2 separate regions of the Ovis aries genome follow, and region 2 is linked to region 1. A link is a contact called in public Hi-C data. All regions are on one chromosome and are shown on one strand. Each heading gives the region's core, a stretch centred on a gene start, on an enhancer-like site or on the middle of the called end of the contact. The rest is flanking DNA. Distances are from core to core; before and after follow the strand shown.

Region 1 (4,128 bases), core at 1,160-3,659:
TAATTTTTTTCTCCTCATTATACATATTCTACATTGTATCAGGGAGAATTGTAACTACAGATCAGATTCAATAATTAGATTAAGGGGTGGCCTCTCTTTCTCTACATAATCCTCCACTTAAGTGTGTACAAAGTAACCCTTTCAAGCAAGTAGGAGTGCTGATCAACATAGATATGATTATTCCTAGTTCTTCCCAAAGAGAGATCTAGCCTCTGCTCTTAGACCCTGGGAAGTGATCAGTAGGCACCCAGAGTATCCCACTTGATGGGAATGGGGTTTATGATGGGGACTTTGATCTATGCTGTATCAGTTCTAATCTCTAGAGGAATTAGACTGAAATTATTGGTCTGCTCTCTGGGAAGGGCTGAAGACTAAAGTCAGCCAAATGGGCATTGTGACTGAACTCCAATAAAACCTCTGGACATTAAAGTCTTGGGAAACCTTCCCTAGTTGGCAATAATCTGTATATGTTGTCACATATCATGACTGAAAGGAGGTAATGCTCTCTATGACTCCACAGGGAGAAAATGGCTGGAAGCTCCATTTGAACCCCTTCTGGACTCTGCCCTGAGCCTCTCTTCCCTTGGTTGATTCTAATTTCTATTCTTTTGCTATAAAAACACTGTAATTGTAAACATAGTGCTTTTCTGAGTTTTGTGAGTGCTCTAGCAAATTAGCCAATGTGACATGGTTGGGGCTTCCAAAAGTGTAGGCAGCTGGTCTGAATTAAGGATAGTTCTAGGGGGCCCTGAACTTGTGCCTGGTGTCTAAACGAGGGCAGTCTTGTGGAGACTCTTCCCTCACACTTGACAGTTTGGCTAAACTCATTCTAGGATGATGGTGAAAGCAAGGACAAGAAAAGGTGAGGTAAGAAGATCTGGGTATGATCCATATTGCGGAAGTCTATAAAATTGGTGAGTTTAGGGGTTTAAAGAAGTCTCCCAGAGGGGAGGACCAAATCATGGCAGGAAGAAAAATTAGACCAAGTGCAGAACTGAGTAGAGTTCTGATAGTCCTTAGGGAAATAACTTCAAATTTTTAGTCAAGTAGAGCTATATATGCGTTAAAGTTGATGATATGTCAAAAATGTTTCAGAACCATCACAAATAAATGTAGGGCAGGGCGAAAGTAGTGCTTTCAACATTCTGGAAAAATCTGAGTGTAACGGTCACAAACTGAGTTGTACTGAGAAATCAAAACTTTCATGATGTTCCCCCCTCAGATTAGAGAAAGTTACTTTCCTGTGCTTTTTGTCACCTTTCCACATTCCACAAAGTTTAACTTGATTAGCAAGCTTTTATCTTGTTCCCAAGTAAGGAATTTTTATTATTTTTTAATTGCGATATAATTGACATAAACATTATATTAGCTTCACGTAGACAACATCAGTCAATATTTGTACATATTGCTAAATGATTGCCACAGTAAGGCTAGTTAACATCCATCACCACATATAGTTATAATACAACTTTTTTCTTGTGATGAGAACTTGTAAGATTTACTCAGCCGCTTTCAAATATACAGAATTATTAACTGTAATCACCATGGTGTGCATTACATCCCCAGAACACCATTATATGCAAGGGACTTTTAGAGTGAAAAAAATTGGGGTACTTAAGAAAAGCAAGTCTTCCCTTGTAGCTCAGCTGGTAAAGAATCCGCCTGCAATGCAGGAGATCGAAAGCAGTTCATCTCTTTCAACTTCCGCCCAGATACGTGTCTGATTTGTATCTCCTCCACTTCCTTACATCATAGGATCAAACTTTTCAGAATATAACATTCAAAAATGGTGCCTCAGTGGAACATGGATTTTTCCAAAGTAAAGGTCCCAGAGGGGTGTATCGTCCTGGAGTTTTACCAGAGGCGGATTGGTCGCGCTTCGACCGCGCAACCTCCATCGTCAGGCTCAAGAGGTGTGTGAGGCTGGCCAGAGAGGTCTAGGTTGGCACACTTGAGAGTTCTTTAAACCGTGGTGTTGGAGGCAATCTGAGAAGCGGCGCTTTAAGTGGGTAAGCGTAAGTGGGTAGGCTCTGCTGGGCCTCGCTCGCTCGAAGGGTTCTAGCTGGACAGGGTTAGGAGAGGCCCATTTCCCACCTGGATTAAGATAGATCCGACGGGGTCTTGGTTTTCCTTCTCCTGAGCCATGCCTACGGCCCGGCGAGAATCCCTCCCCAGGAAGGCAAGGTCTCCAGACTCGGGAACTTGCCGCAGAGGGAGCTCGTCCCCATGGCAACGCCACGCGAAGCCCAGCCTGGTCCACGCCGGGAGCGGAAGAGGGGGCAAAGGAGGAGGCAGGGCCGGCAGTGCCTTCTGAGACGCGCCTTTCTTGCGCGTCTCCCCCGCGCGCCGGCGGCCGTGGTATCGCCCAAGGCGGAAGTGGCTCCGGGAAGGAACCGGTTCTTGGGCGCAGTGATGGCTGCAGGCGTCCCCTGCGCGCTCGTTACCAGCTGCTCCTCCACCTTCTCCGCAGACCGGCTAGTGCAACGTGAGTAGCGAGGCTCCTGGGCCGACCTCCAGGCCCCAGTACGAGCCTCGGCAGGGGGCAGTCCCAGCACCGCAGCCTCTCTCGGGGCCTCGGTCCTCGCCGCGAGCCCTGGACTCTTCCTCCCCTCGGTGGTGGCCCGAGGCCCCTCGGGTGCCCCTCGGATGTGGTCATGGTGCCTAGTGCCCCAGGTGTCCACTGTTAGCTACAATACTCGTTGCTTCTCTGTCTCTACCTGGCCCACCATGGGGTTTGTTCCAGTGTTTTCTGTTAAGTAGGACCTCAACCCAGGGGTTGTCGGCGGGGAGCCGTTGAGGTGAGCAGAAAAGGCTCTCTGGGAATTGAACCTATGAACGCGAGCGTCAGGTGCAGGATTCGTGATTTATGCTGTCATCCCTGCTCTTGAGGTAGAGAGTGTGGTTCCTCTGCACCCCCTGCCGCGTGTGTATATGTTAAGACTTATTAAACTTGCCCCCTCCACTCTGAGTTATTCACTGCCTTGCCTTTCTCCTGAGACGAGGCCCTCCGCCAGCATTAGTTTTTGGTTATTATTGGGCCTAGTATTTTTCCCTCTAGACCCTCATAGTGGTTGTCAACCTAAGTCACTCTTCAAAGAATCGTAGGCGAGGAGGGGGGACCAGTGGAGTAGAGAGAGCATAGGGTTTTGGGTTTGGGGCTCGACCCTTCCACTGAGACTCCGCAAAGTTGATTATAACTCAAGACTCCTCTGTTTCAAATTGTGGCTTCGAGTCAGAACGATGACTCTCAGCTGTAAACTGTGCTCTTCAGTTTTCTGATCTGTAAAGTGGTGATAATTTTCACATGACTGTTGTGCTTAACACTTTGAGTGATCAGTCGGTAAATGGTAAATACTGTTAATAAAGCACATTCTCTCTCTAGCCCTCGGTTTCCTGATTCTGAAAGTGGGGCGTGCTAAGTCGCTTCAGTCGTGTCCGACTCTTTGCGACCTCATGGACTGTAGCTCGCCAGGCTCTTCTTTCCGTGGGATTCTCCAGACAAGAATACTGAAGTGGGTTGCAAAGATCCAGGGGATCTTCCCGACCCAAGGATCGAACCCGCGTCTCTTACGTCTCCTGCTTTGGCAGACAGGTTCTTTACCACTAGCGCCACTTGGGAAGCCCTGAAATGGGGCATATGAATCTACCTCGCGGGATTCTTTGAAGGATAGATGGTGTGACATTTTGAAAGCATTTGGTAAACTATAAAGCATTATATAAAAGTAACTTTTCCTTGTACTGGTCAAATGACAGAATAAGGCAGGGTGTCTCTCCAGCACAGATACTATGTAACTTAGTTATCATTTGTGATCACCTAAAAAGTTCCTTACCAGAGCAAAAGTTTAATTATACACCAAGTGGTAACCAGCTGCTTTAATTATGCCATTTCCTTACCTCTCAGCAGTGCTTCTTCTCATTTATTTTCTTTCTTTTTAAAAATTGTTTTATTGTAAAAGTAGTGCATAGTCCATTAAATAAGATTTAGTGTAATGGAGAAAAGAAAATGTCAGCCAGGGTCTCATCACCCAAACACAAATACTGTGTTAACATTCCTGTGCATTTACTTCCAGTGTTTTTCCCCCAATGCACAGATTTTTAAAAATTGGTAATTGCATTTCCAATATATAT
Region 2 (4,128 bases), core at 1,138-3,637, 560 kb before region 1:
GAGGAGTAGGGGTAATTGAGACCTCAGGAATGCCTGGGTAGCTAGGAACCCGATCCTGTTTTCGGGCTGGGGAGGAAGTGGGGCCCAGAGACGGAGAGTGACTTGCCCAAGGCCACACAGCAAAGCCATTGCCAAAGCCAGGCTTCCTGGTGCCCAGATCCGTAAGACTTCGGCCACCCTCGCAGCCTGCCCTATCCGCCCGGGTCCCGAAGCTCGGACTTCGGGGACAGGCCGCCCCTCTGCTCAGTCGCGCATGCACGCGGGCGGGGGCAGCGCTGAGAGGAATAGGGAGGGGGGAGGGGCGGTCACTGCCCATCTCCAGACAGCAGGGGGCGGGGCGGGGGGGTGGTAAGGAGAAGGAGGAGGGTCTAGAGGCCGTGAGGGAGGCGGAGAGAGACAGAGACGGCCGCTGTTCGCGGTGCTGAACCCGACTCTCTCCAAAGCTCGCTGTGAGCGCCCAGCCCTGGAGCTGCCCTGCTGCACCCAGCTCCGTGCAGCTGGCTCCCTGGGATAACAGCACTGCTTTCCCCAAACACAAGCTTTTCCTCTTACACCCGGAACCCCGCGTTCGTTGAGCAGAAAGATTCCGGCTGGAAATATAAACCGTTTTCTTTCCAGCCATCGGTGGGATTCGGGTCAAGCAATTCCTAACCACATTTCCTGCATTTTTAAGCTGTGGTCTAGACCCAAGCTGGTTCCCCTCCGGGTCAGCACACGGGACGAAGAGGTTCTCAAGGAAGTTTCTCAGAAGCCACTTCTTTGCTTGTAGCCGCCCGCTGCCTAAGTTTTCCTCCTTCAGATATACCTTTCCCACTCAGGCCAAAAGCAGTCTTTAGGTTCTGAGCTTCTTCTTTAGGGGACATCCTCTCTCTGTCTCTCTGTCTCTCTGTCTCTCTCTCTTTTTTGGAGTATTCTTCATGCGGAGTTGTCCTGACTCATACGGGCTGAAAGGAATCCTGACCCGTCTCTGAAGCCACCCTAAGGCTCCAGGTTGAAAGTTACTTCTGGTCCCAAGCTTTACTCTCTGGCCGAGGCAGGGAGGCAGTCGCTCCGTGGACAGCGGCAGCAGGAAGGACCCAGGGACTGATGCTTGGGGCCCCCTACATGGCTCAGCCCAACCACGTGTCCTCAGACAGGGGAGGCTTGCACTGGGCCCATGGCTGCAGGCAGTCCTGCGGCTCAGACAGCCCAGTCCTGAGGGCTCCTCCTCTAAACTCAGCAGAAACTGACAAATCCATTTTCAAAGGGCAGCTTCAGCCAGACAGGGCATCCAAGCTCAAAAGCCTGGGATCTTCTTTCCCTCTGCCTCTCTCCCTCCTTCATCTGTCGATCTTATCTGTCCCTGAGCTGTCTGTCTCTCCCTGCTCGCTCCTCTTTCTCCCATCTGTCTTCATACCTTCTTCAAGTATCAAGCTATTTATCTGTTATCTATTTCATCTTTATCTCCGTGGATCAAACTGAAACTAGTTGACCCTTCTTTTGCGTTGAAGTCCCTTGCAATATTTTAGGAGGCAAAAGCACTGTCCTAACCCCTCGGCTGAGGGATCAGCAAGAAAAACCCCGCACCCCCTTCCAGAAGGGTCTTCAGGCTGGCTAGGGAGATGGAAGTGGGGTGCCGCGGCTCTGGGAAATGAAGATGTCTTCTCGGTTTCCCGAAATCGGCCAGTGTGCCCTGCCCGCTTGCAGTGAAGGCGGGCACGTCTTCTCCAAGCTGAGGGTCTGGAGTCCCCTCGGGGTCTTTCCGAGTGGGAGGAGGGGACTCCGGACCCCGGAACCAGGAGAAAGAGGACCCTAGGAACGGAACCGAATTTCAAAAGCCAGGGCAAAGCGCTGTGCGCAGCGACAAGGAGCAGCGGCCAGGGCAGCTCTGGGAGCCCTCGCCGGCTCCTGGGGCTTGAGGGGTGAGATTGGAGAGGGCGACGAGGCTGGAGTCAGGCAGCGCAGAGAGTGAGGCGATGGAGTCTTGAGGTCTAATAATAAAAACAACCACAAGAACCCATATCGGAACTAAACGAAAAAAGCTGTAGAGACAAGGCGCGGGGTCAGCCAGCTACCGGGCGCGGGTACTCACCGTGCGGCGGCGGCTGGAGCCGGGCGAGCGGTGAACGGAGGTGCGCGGCCGGCGGAGCGGCGGGCGGGAGTCGGGGATCCGCCGGGCTCTCCGGGTGACGGCGCGGCCCCTCCCCGCGCGCGCGCACAGCCGCGCTCCCGGGCTCCCCGCTCTCACACCCGCGGCCCCACTGGCCCCTCCCGCGCGGCGCAGGCTCTCAGCAGGCGCAGGGCTCCAGGGTCCCGGGCAGAAAGATGGGTGCCCTGTGCGGTTGCCCCTGAGGCCCTGGATGGGCCCGGCGCGGAGGCCGAAGCCTGGAGAGCATAGCGCGGCGACTGGCAAGGCGCGGGGACAGCCCGAGTGGCGAGCCCAGCGCGGGGCGGGCGCGCCTGACATCTGCGAGCCGGGGCGCCACACCCACCGCCCGTGCAGTCACTCGCGCCCTCCCGGGGTCCGATAGCTAGCCCGCGGGCCACGCGCCTGGCCCCGCCGCCTTCCCGCAGCTCCCGGCTCTGGGCGCCCCAGGTAAGCGGCCACACACCTGTTCCCTGAGCCCCGCACCAGCAGCCCAAGCTCGCTAAGGGGACCGGGAGGAAGGAGGAGCCCGGGGCCACAAAGTTTGCCCCCAAGAGCAAAGTGGGGGAGGGCTCAGCTCTCCAGGCTAAGTGGCAAGGAGCTAGACCAATGGCTAAGGAAGACTCAGAAGGAAAGGGCTTGAGAATCCATACCGCACTCTCGGGCCAGGGAGATGACCCTGGAAGGTCGGAGCAGAGATCAGGGTGTGAGGTGCCAGGGGATAGTAGCCGGGAAGGGGCAGAACCAACTCGCCGACGCTTCTGACTAGGACGCACTGGTGTCACGACAGCCTCCTTTCTCCTTCACTGAGCTGTGGGCTCGGGAACTGGGTTTAGGGGGGTCCTGGGCCTTTAACCACCCCCTCCATTAACACCAACCAGCCCAGGCCAGGAGCCGAGGCATCTCTGGGTGATATCTGGGGTCAACTACTAGTTGAAAGCTAGACCCCTCCCTGGCTCTCCTGTTAACTTGGTTTCCTGGTGGTGGGGTTCTAGCCCCTGATGCTGCAGACCCTCCCTGGCATCTTCTCTCTTCGAAGAGCTCCATTTCTTTCCACCTCTTCACTTTTCTGTCGATTTCTGTCTTCACCGTTCTTCCCCCCCACTGACTCAGTAGGTCCGGTTTTCTCCCTCTCTCTCAATCTTCGTCTTTCCTTATTTGAGTTACTTAGTCGTACTCCCTCCCTTTTTGCCCGCACCCAGACACTCCCTTACCCCCTCCCCCCCACCCCTCTGTGGCATTAAGTGTCCTTAATGGACACGTTAATTAAACTGTAATTAATCATACTGTCCAGTCCAAGTTTGAACAATTACCCTAATCAAACAGAAGTTAATAATGGCAGGCATGGCCCGGGGCGCGGCGGGCTGCCCGTGCAGGGGGCGCAGCGGCCGCGGCAGCTCCTGACACGGGCAGCAGCGCCGATCGCAGCCAGTCCTTGGAACCCGGGCGGTGCAATAAATCTTCCGCGGCCAGCGGCGCCGGGTCGCCCTCGCCCCCGCCCTCTCGTCTTCCCTCTCGCTCTGGGTTTCAGGCCCTCTCCCCTCCTACACTCCGGCTCCTCTAGGGTTCATCTCCCCTTCTCCTGCACTCCCCTGTGCTTTTCTCTTCTCCGCGGGCTCGCAGGGGTCTTGGGAAAAGCCTCTGGGGGTGGGAACAGATTGCCCAGGGCTACCCTCGGAGAGAGGGGGCGGCCAGGCCCTGTAACTGGCTTGCCACCTGCTCCTCGCGTGTTTTCCGGGGCTACGAAACAACCCCACCCCAAGTTTGAGGGCTTAGTCTCTGCTGCGGGGTCTCTTCTAGAGGGGTTCTTGCTCTTTCACCTTTATCAGCTCCCGCCTTTCTCTCTCTCTGGTATTTCCTTGCCTTTCTCTCTTTCCTCCTGGAGCCTGCTCAGCGCCCTTTCCCTCTCCGAATCTTGTCCCTCCACTGGCGCGTCTTTCCCAGTTTCTACCTCTGTCCCGCTCTAACTCAGCGGATCTCCACCCCTGCACCCTCCATCCCAC

What was found. Hi-C and Micro-C count contacts between places; a contact is called where the count stands out from the background.
Region 2: a contact with region 1 is called in a Hi-C map of skin fibroblasts, with 2.1 times the contacts expected there. The contact joins the promoter of SKOR1 here to the promoter of AAGAB in region 1. A contact is called at or near these places in 4 of 16 Hi-C or Micro-C datasets (hypothalamus, omental adipose tissue, skin fibroblasts and 1 more).

Annotation. Positions count from the first base shown.
Region 1 is chr7:14,072,085-14,076,212 of ARS-UI_Ramb_v3.0, reverse strand. AAGAB (alpha and gamma adaptin binding protein) reads left to right here and starts at 2,409. Exons shown (of 10, transcript XR_009601420.1): 1 at 2,409-2,485.
Region 2 is chr7:14,630,470-14,634,597 of ARS-UI_Ramb_v3.0, reverse strand. It overlaps SKOR1 (SKI family transcriptional corepressor 1), which reads right to left and starts at 2,387. Exons shown (of 8, transcript XM_042252088.2): 1 at 1-2,387.